Regions from separate parts of the Anser cygnoides genome. Here region 1 is linked to region 2. The links are chromatin contacts, called in public Hi-C maps. All regions are on one chromosome and are shown on one strand. The core of a region is the stretch at or near the end of the contact, and the rest is flanking DNA. Distances in the headings are between cores, read along the strand shown. Region 1 holds the start of EDEM3 (ER degradation enhancing alpha-mannosidase like protein 3). Region 2 holds the start of SWT1 (SWT1 RNA endoribonuclease homolog).

Evidence for each region. A called contact is a pair of places that touch in the nucleus more often than the background predicts.
Region 1: a contact with region 2 is called in a Hi-C map of liver, with 2.1 times the contacts expected there. The contact joins the promoter of EDEM3 here to the promoter of SWT1 in region 2. A contact is called at or near these places in 2 of 7 Hi-C or Micro-C datasets (granulosa cells and liver).

What each region holds. Positions count from the first base shown.
Region 1 is chr8:16,780,407-16,785,190 of Taihu_goose_T2T_genome, reverse strand. EDEM3 (ER degradation enhancing alpha-mannosidase like protein 3) reads right to left here and starts at 1,987. Exons shown (of 21, transcript XM_067001467.1): 1 at 1,683-1,987. The coding sequence starts at 1,855. It overlaps NIBAN1 (niban apoptosis regulator 1), which reads right to left. Exons shown (of 14, transcript XM_048059237.2): 14 at 3,411-4,784.
Region 2 is chr8:16,642,259-16,646,817 of Taihu_goose_T2T_genome, reverse strand. It overlaps SWT1 (SWT1 RNA endoribonuclease homolog), which reads left to right and starts at 3,150. Exons shown (of 19, transcript XM_067001477.1): 1 at 3,150-3,308; 2 at 4,482-4,556. The coding sequence starts at 4,491. TRMT1L (tRNA methyltransferase 1 like) reads right to left here and starts at 3,058. Exons shown (of 16, transcript XM_048059239.2): 1 at 2,864-3,058; 2 at 858-1,010. The coding sequence starts at 3,008.

The DNA.
Region 1 (4,784 bases), core at 738-3,237, 140 kb before region 2:
CGCACCGCTTCCATTTGTACCTAACTGTTTTCCTGAGTACCTAGCCATGCTTACAACAGAGCATGCTAATTTCTAAGCTAACAGCTATATAACTCACAGTCTCCGATGATAAAACCAAACCCAAGAGACAGGAACAGCACAATTATACTCCAAATAACTGATTTAGTTCAATGACTTGAAACTAAGCAGTAGTTTTCACTCATCTGGTGTACCAAGCCATCAAAAGAAAGGACAGGATGCTTTTTCCTGGTACTTTGGAGGCTTCATCCAGCCCGCAGTGCCCGCACCTGCGGCCACACTCGAGCACGAGCTCCAGCTGCACCAGGCACACCATGCTGACCTGTGATTTAGCACACACAAAGCTTCTCACAGCCTTTAGTTCTCTACATGCAACTTGCTTTTACAGGACACTTTCAGAAAGGACTTCTGTGACTGACACGACCTTGTCCTGGAACAGAGGCACGGCTTACCTCCAGTAAGCCACCCAGCTGAGAGCCCCCAGACACAAACGGTGGCAAGACCGCTTGCACACACCGGGGGCAGCAGGTGCACGGAGTTGAATTTACGAACACAAAAAATTTAAACCAAAGGGGGAAGTTTAAACCCATTAAGTGGTGACACGAGGAAAGCACACAACGTATGTACCCTGACAACCCAAGATGCAAAGCCCAACTAACTATAAGCGTTACTGAAGTTAAATATCAGCTTATGTCCAGTGATTAATAACTGGAAGTCTCCACAGTGCTTTCCCCGCACATTTTGCATCATTATTCTCTGCAGGTGACCAGCTGATGTGAACACGATGACGATGAAGCTGCCCTGGCAATAAGATCATGCTGAGCTTGATTAAAGGTCTGTCTAAAAAAACCAAGTACTTCATGCAGTGCAATACATTGCCACCTACATTGTAGTCTTTATCATACAACTGAAAACCATGTTAAAAGCAAATCAGCTTCTTACACGTATACAAAAGAATCTATGATTCTACTGTAGAATGTCAAGGTTCACAGGACGAGATGACCCATCTAAACTTACTGTGCCTTACTAAAGGACTCACACAAATATAAACGTGAAGACAAGCTTCCAGTTGTGATTTCCTTTGGTTTCGTTATCTGCGCTTTGATTGAGACACGTTCTGGGCCTCTTGCACAGAGTTTTATTAAGGTTGCTTTACAGCACAGACTGGGGCAGGCTGGGCGCCGGCACAGGCTGCCCAGAGCAGCGGTCACAGCCCCCGAGCCCGCGGGAGCTCGGGAAGCGTTTGGGCACGGCTCTCAGACACAGCGTCTGTTTGCAAGGGGCCCCAAGTGGAGCCAGGAGTTGGGCTCGGCGACCCCCCTCGGGGGTCCTTCCTAACCTGGGCTACGCTAGGGAACAGGGAGCGCTGCGATTCGCCTTCAGCAACGGAAGCGGGCAGAAACACGCGCCGAGGTCTCCTTTTTATTACCCCCCCCCCAGCCGCGTTCCCCAGGTGCGGCCGCGAGGCGCCCGCCGGCCGGCCCGCGGAGGGACGCTCACCTCCGCCCGCCTGGACCCGCGGCACCCGGGCGGCGGCCGCAACCCCCGAGGCCGCGGCTCCAGCGCCCGGCGGAGGGCTGGAGCCGGCCAGGGGCCGCCGGCAGGACCCGCCAGAGGCCGCGGCCCCGTCCCCGCCGCCCCCTCCCCGCCCCGCCCCGGCTCACCCCAGCCGCCGCTTCTCCTCCTTGCTCATGGCCCCGGCTCCCGGCGCGGCCGCCAGCACGGAGGAGGCGGAGAGGAGGCCGAGCGCCAGCAGCCTCCACGGCCTCCTCCAGCGAGGCCCCCGCTCGCCGCCGCCGCCGCCGCCGCCGCCCCGGCAGCCCGCAGCTCCGCTCATGGCCGCGGCCGCCCGCCCGCTGCCGCTAGGCCCAGGCCCGGCCCCGGCCCATCCCGCCCCTGGCGGCGCGGCGGCCGCGGCTCCCGGCGGCGGGGCCCGGCCCGGCCCGGCCCTCCCGCGGCGTAGCCAAGGGAACGGCCTCGCGCCGCCGCTTCCGGGTTCGGCCCCGCCCCGGCGGGCCAATGGGAGCGGGCCGCGGCGGCGCGAGGGCGCCGGGGGCCACGTGACCGCGGCAGGCGCGAGAGGCGACGTGGACAAAAGGATGGGGGGAGGCGGGGGCGCGGCGCGGCGCGGCCGGACTACAGCTCCCGGCGTGCCTCGCGCGCGCTCCGCCGCCGCTCCGCAGCGGGCGGCTGCCGCGCGCTCGCCGGGAGGTGTAGTTCGGCGCCGTCGCGCGGAGCCGGCGGTGCGCCCGCTGCCGCCGCACCTTCGCTCGCTTCGCGTTCGAGTCCGGCGGCGCCCGCGGACGCCGGGCGTAAAGGCGCGGGGCGGGCCCGCGGCGCAGCCCTCAGCCCGCGGAGCCGCCCAGAGCCCCCGTGTTTGACCCGGCAGCGCCCCGCGCTGTGACCCGGCCCCGAACCGGCCCCGCTGGCCGCGGAAGGGCGGGGCGGGATTTGTTCCCGTCACCGGCGTCGCGCAGAGCGGCGTGCCCGCTGCCGCCGTGCCGGGCCCGGCAGGGCTCCCCACAGCAGCCGGGCCCGGCACGGGCAGGAGCTCCTTGCAGACACGGGCCAGAAGCACCGACCGGTGGCTTCTTGTACCCGCAGCGGCCCGGTGAAACCGTGCGGGTCGCGGGCCTCGGCGTTCCTGTCACCGCGACCCGATCCCCACACCCCGTTGTTATCCCAAGGCCTCGTTAGAGGCGTGAAGAACGCCGCTCTCCGTCCGTCCCTCTGCAAGCACCACGGCGTGTCAGAAAACATACGCAAAGACAAAAGATGCCCGTGAAGTGCTGAATTTCAGTACAAATCTGCCGACAGGGAGATGCTGGGGACAAGTCTTTGCTGCCGTTTCGCATCCTACTTGTGAAGAACAAGCGCGCTGAGCGCCTGCATTCAACACCACCGTGCTCGAATACCTACAGGAAAACATGACCCTGATCTAAGCCTGCCATAGGAATAACTCAAAAATGGCTTTGATGGGAGTGTTAATGCCAAGTATATTTTTTGTACTGTGTATGTACAGATGTCTCTAATCCATGTTAGTCATAAACAGCTTTTGCAGAACACAGCCGTTTTTGCAGAGTAACCGTCACCATCTTGCCATCCTCTTTTGTACGCATCTTCGTAGAAAAACTTCATGCCCCCTATTCCATGACATTGCTAAAAGAGACTGCCACTGCCCAACTCTAAAGCACGTTATAAATTTGAAGTCACTTAATGTTTAGTACCAATTAGAAATAGCTAATGATTTGTTACCAAAAAGAAAAAAAAAAAGGAAAGAAAAAGCTGACAGTGAAATAACTAAGCAATTTTGCATGAAGGAGGAAACTATTCAAAAGTACTTTTGCAAGGAAAACATATGTGACATTAATGTTTGTACACCGCACTACAGCTTCTGGAATAAATAGGAGTTGCATTTATTTTACAACAGTGACACTCCACTCTGTCGAGTTACTCAACATGTTCCATACTTAGGCAGTAATATTTGCCTATTCCTCTAGTATCCATTCTCTGTTAGTATTATAGCAGATTTTGATAGCATTAAATAACAGACTTTACACAGGTTGTTAAATGCCAACAAATATTATGCTCTCTGGAGTTTGTTATTTCTTCCCATGTCTTTATCAATGCAGATCCCTCAGTCCTTTACTTACTGTGATTATTATTAATCTTGCTGTCCTGTACAGTCTTACATTTATTCAGAAAGAGTCAGAAACCCCAGATCAAATTTTTTAAGGTGCCCTAAAGTGACCTCTGAAGTGCAGTCTTTATCTCTAAAGCCCAATTTGTTAAAATGCTGTTTTTCATTTCCAAGCTTTTCTGTGCACAGTCTTTATATTGTGTGTGCAAACAATGCTTATAAGCCACTTTGTGCATAGATCACAATTTGCTGTGGATGATAGTATGCTGGCTATGAAAGCAATAAGTCTCATTTTAATTACTGCTTTTGAAACTTGATTCTGCCGTCCAAAATCTAAGCACAAGTGAATAGCCCTTAGCTGATTTTTGCTTCACTTAACTCTTCTAGTAGAAATTATATGCAATCATCATAATATTTCACAATTATTGCAATTTATGATGTAATTTACGCACCTAGAAAGCCCTACAAAAGTGAGTATCTCAAGTCAGTAAGAATGTGAATGGCAGGACTCTTAATATTCGGTATTAGATAGCTGTAAGTGAATATGTTTTATGGTGGGAAGTAAAACATAAGGATGCTGCCTTATGGTTATAGTTATTGTAAACATTCTCATCTTTCCTGTCTATAAAATAAAATAACCGTAAAGTGCTCTGGAAGGCTAAATAACCCAGAAGTGCAGAGTGGGACTGAGAAACCTGCTCCCATTTTTTCCCCCTTTTTAAATATAGCAATAAGAAAAAGATCAGAAAAGTTGCTTGACTTTAATACCTGTCAAAACTTCATAATAATTACGTTATCAGTTTGCAGAATTTGCACAAAGTGTGGCTTTTGAGCAGCCTACTAAATTAACTATCGTGTTCTGTTTAACTACTAACGGTTTTATTTATTTCCCATATACTGCATGCAAATACTAAAAGCATCTGTGAATAGCAACGTATGTACCAACCATCTAAGAATCATAACAGTACTGTCAAATCCATGCATTTTAAAATCGTGAGCCACTCCCCAGTTAAAACACCTAAGAAGTTAAGTCTTAAGTTGTTAAAATAACTCTACAGACAGGGGTGAATTGCTTTTGAAGCATTCCGTGGTGACATTTTCAAACTTTTCTATAACCATAATAGGC
Region 2 (4,559 bases), core at 1,901-4,400:
AAATTCTCAAACTGGAATGATCTTTATTTGAAAAAACAAGCAGAAGCGAGCAAGTCACATACCATTTACTTCTGACTTTACTGCATGGCATTGTTATAGCATGCGAACCACACACAAAGCGGTATAAAATCATAAAATCATCCCGTGAACTACTGGCAAAACTGTAGTATTGGCCAGAAGCAGACCCGTTGCAACTAGCAATTATTCACTGTGCAAGCAGGATACATTAAATTCTATCACTTTTTTTTTTTTCCTTAGGAGTGTTTGAGAACCTTTAAAACCACCTTCCCATTTTTCAACTTATCTATGCGAACAGCATAGAATATGCTAAAAACAAGAAAATTAGTTTACCTGATCAATTTTGTTGGTTATAGTACACTGAACATCTCAGTTTCTAGCGATACTGATACTGTAGTGATTTTAAACCTTCACACAATGTTTTTACAAGATTAGTCTTTCAGACTTTCTTATGTGAAACAAATAAAGCAATTGATTGATGTATGAAGATACAGCAGTTGGTTTTAAAGCTAAGGTTAAAATCAATTCCTAATTCCCAGTTTCTGCACTGGGATACAATTTTCGCTGCTCTCTGTGGTGCTTCTAGCATCAGACCCTGACGCAGATTATACGTCATCCAACATAACGGTTTCTCTTTTGCCACTGTATTATGCACAAATTCTGAAGTGGCATCTACAAATTTTAGTACGCATCTGCACGGGAAAAAGCATTGATACCTATCAGATGTATTAAAAATGAAATTTCACACATTCCCTTTACCTTTCTTTCCCGCTATTTTTACTTTTTTCCTCCTTTGCTCAAGCACACAACACAAATATTCTTATCGTTTGTTAGCAAACCTCTTGGATAATCCGACGAAACATCCAAAATGTTACTTTCAGACTCCCTTGTGGATTCTTCCTCAGTTCCTTTTTCTTTGGTTTCCACTTCTGACTCAGCAACTTTCACACCCAGGTTGTTGCTTTTCACCATTCCAGGGTCGATCACACCATCTTAAGAAAATCAAGCAAACGAAACAAAAAAATCAACAGTAAAATTGTCATTGATATGCTTGAATTATACAACTGAGTTCACTTGCTTGCAGTAATTTGGCGCTTCTACCAGCAAATGTGACTAACAACTATGAAGGAGAAAAATTGTATAATCACTACTGAGAATAACATCAGAATGATTATTGCTTATCCTTGGAATCCACGGAAGAAACCATTCACCCATCTGTATTATCAGATGTTTGAAGTTAATAAAATAATATTTGCATGTTATTTTCTGGCAAAATGCAACACAAGACAAGGCAGGCAAGCAGGAAGTCCAAATATGTTTAACCATAGAGTAGTGATAAATAAAGTTTAAAAGCAGAAGTTTAGAACTGTTTATGACTAGTTGAACAATCTGGAAAAAGGCATTTGAGTGGGCAATGAAACAAACAAAGAGAAGTGGTGGACATGGGAGAAAAATAATCTTCATTTCACATATGAATGGAACGAATGGATGGGCTCTGAGCTGAGCATCATCAGGATTACAATCTTAGGGTTTTAAACAATTTTGATTGAAAGAACAGGTATAAATCCTCTCCAAAACCCAGCATAAGGAAGTTCTAGGAAAAAATGCAGAAAGCCTGCGTATTGAACAGTATTGCCACATATCCCCCAAGCTCAAAAGGGACACAGAACCAGCAAAGTTCCAAAAAATGGTGACAAGAAACAACAGATTTATGGCATAGGTTCTTAGCCATGGAGAAACAACAGAACAGGCTATGACTTTTCAGCCCGTACATAACATCCATAAAGTCATGAGACACAGAGGGAGCACAGACATCAGCAGTGCTCCAGCAGAACCTGGGATGGACCAAATGGAAAGAGCAGATGGAAAATCAGAGCAGAAGTTTTCTGTATAACCTACTGCTATGCTGCAGACCTCCCTGCCACTGGCTGCTGCAAGTCTGTGAGTGCCAAAGAAAGAATTATACTGCAGAGAAATCCATAACAGGCTTTTAAACCCCAAAGCGCTACCTTTGGCTCAAGAAAATGATGAGCCACAAGGTGTTTTGTGTTTGAAAGTATTTCTGGAGAATGCGTTGATGGTCGGCTGGTTGCTCTGTTCTTCCCCCAGTCATCTACTTCTGGCCACTACTACAGACAGGGTAAGGCCCGAATAGATCTTACAGCAGTTCTTAAGTCTCCCTTGCTTTGTCTTGTCTGTTTGCTTTTAAACATTGCAGTTTGACACGGATCTTGCCTATTACAAAGAAATAAAAAGAGGAATGAACACCTGAAGACAGAGATCAGAGAAAAATAGTTTAGAAAAATGGAGAAAGCGCAGAGCAAAATTCTTCCAAGTACCTTGAATCAGATCCAGACCAGCCCTGCAACTCAGAGTATCGCTGTATTTCTCACAGATCTATTTTTAAAGCTGAAAACTCACCTGAGACATACTTCGATGTCCTGCCTACTCATCTATTAAAGAGTTACGTGGTGCCTGGTGACGGTTTCTACGCAGCTTATTAACGGAAGAGACAAAACTAAGATTTTTTTGGTGAGAGAGCTGTAAGAAGAAACAGGCCTGCACGCGGCCGCACGTGCTGCGAGGCGGCTGCTAACGCTACCACAGGAAAAGAGCCCGCACCGCCGGTGACCGGGCACCCCGCAGCCCGTTTCTCGCACCTTCAGCGGCTGCCCGGGGCGGCGGGCTGGCACGGCCGAGCGCCGCTCTTTGTTACCGGCCCCGGCTCGGCGCTGCGGCCGCGCTCCGCAGCGATCGCCCCTCACGCCGCGGCGCCACATGGCGGCCGCCCCCTCAGCGCCCGCCGGGAGCCGCTGCCCGCGCCCTCCCCCCGCGCGGCCCTTACTGAGCGCCGCGGCCTCGCCGCCGCCCCCGGGGCTCCGCTCCTCGTCCTCCTCCTCTTCCTCCTCGTCCTCCTCCTCCTCCTCGTCCCGCTCCCGCTCGGGGGGCAGCTGAGCCAGCGCGGCCTCCGCGGCCTCCTCCGCTGCCATCTTCTCCGGGGGCGTGCGGCAGGCGAGCAGAGGCCGGACCGAGATCCCCGCGCCTCGCAGGGAGGCAGGGACGGAGGCGGGCGGGGGGCGCGGCGACGGCGGGGCGGGCGGGGAGGTGCCGAGCGCCGCCTACACTTCCCAGAGCGCCGCTGGGCCGCGGGCCGGGCCCTGCGCGGCGGGGGAAGGACGGGGGGAGGAGGAGCGAGGAGCAGGGAGCGGTCGCTTTCTGGGCCGGAGCGGGGCGAGGGGCTGAGGCGCCCCGCGCCGAGCCGAGCCGTTGCGACGCCGGCGGGGCGGTGGGTGCGAGGCGGGGCCGGGGCCGGGGCCGGGGCCGGGGCCGGGGCCGGGGCCGGGGCCGGGGCCGGGGCCGGGGGGAGGCCGCCCGGTTCGTGCCCCGAGCGCCGGGGCAGGCGCTGCCGGGACTTGCTGGGCCTCAGCTAAGGGGAGGCTCCGGCCGCGGTTACTTCAACAGTTGCTGCGGCACCGCTCCGCCGGCGGCTGGCCGGTGCTTCGGGAAGCCGGCTGCGGGGTCTGGGAGCGGGCGGTGAAGCTTTCCTACGGCCCTCCACGCCCGCCGCTGGCCTCGTCGGCGGGGGTGAGCGGCTTGTGCCCCCAGAGCGCCGCGCCAGGCACGAGGCTCGTCCAGCTCCTCGCTGCGCTGCTCGCATGGGGCGCGTCGAGCTGGGGCGAGGCACGGTCGGAGAGGCAGCACGTCCAGGTTTGGGGCAGAAGTAATGAGGTGACAAGCTCACCAGGGAGCAGGGAGGTCTCCCAGGCTCAGCCTGCGTTAAATACACGGTTTGAGGGAGCACTAATTGTGTTCCTTGGGCGGCTGGACCAGGGGGGCAGCCTGGCGAAGGCATTGTCCTGGTGTGACAGCAGGGTGAGACTTGTTTGTGGAGCAGATTTCCCTGTTAGTCTCTTTACGGTGAGAGACCTAACTGACTTGAGCTTTAGCAACTGCTTACTGTTCCTCTCTGTCATCCAGTTCTGCTCTTTGCTTATCATTGGCAAAAACTAGTATTTCAATTCTGTAGTAAGTCATGGCAAATTTGGTATTGCTTCACGTGTAGTTTTGTCGCTCAGCATCCAAAGGGCCCTGTGTCGTATAACATCTTCCTTCCTGGGAAGGGGGGAGTCTAAGGCAAGAATTAGAGTTGGAACTGCTTTAGAAGTTCACTGTTATAATAAAGGCTATAAAAGGGTGTTAGCCTCTGCTCATCTGGTATGTTTACTAGTAGAAAATCTACATCTCGGAAGCAGATAGTAGAGTAAGGAATGGCCACCCTTTCTTCTGGGTAGTTTTGTCAGTGAGATATGGATTGTCAACACTGTTCAAATTTGCTGTGGCTCGTACTTGGAAGAGAAAACAAAGTTGTTTTTTTTTCATAATGAAGTTAAATTATTTCTATACCAGTAAGGGTTAAAATTTGAAGTAAATAATAATACTAACACTTATTTTTTTTCCCTTAGGGTTTGAAGATGCCTAAAAAGAAACTGAAGAAATTAACTGGAAAGGAGGACAGTTTGGATGGCCAGGATGACAAAGTA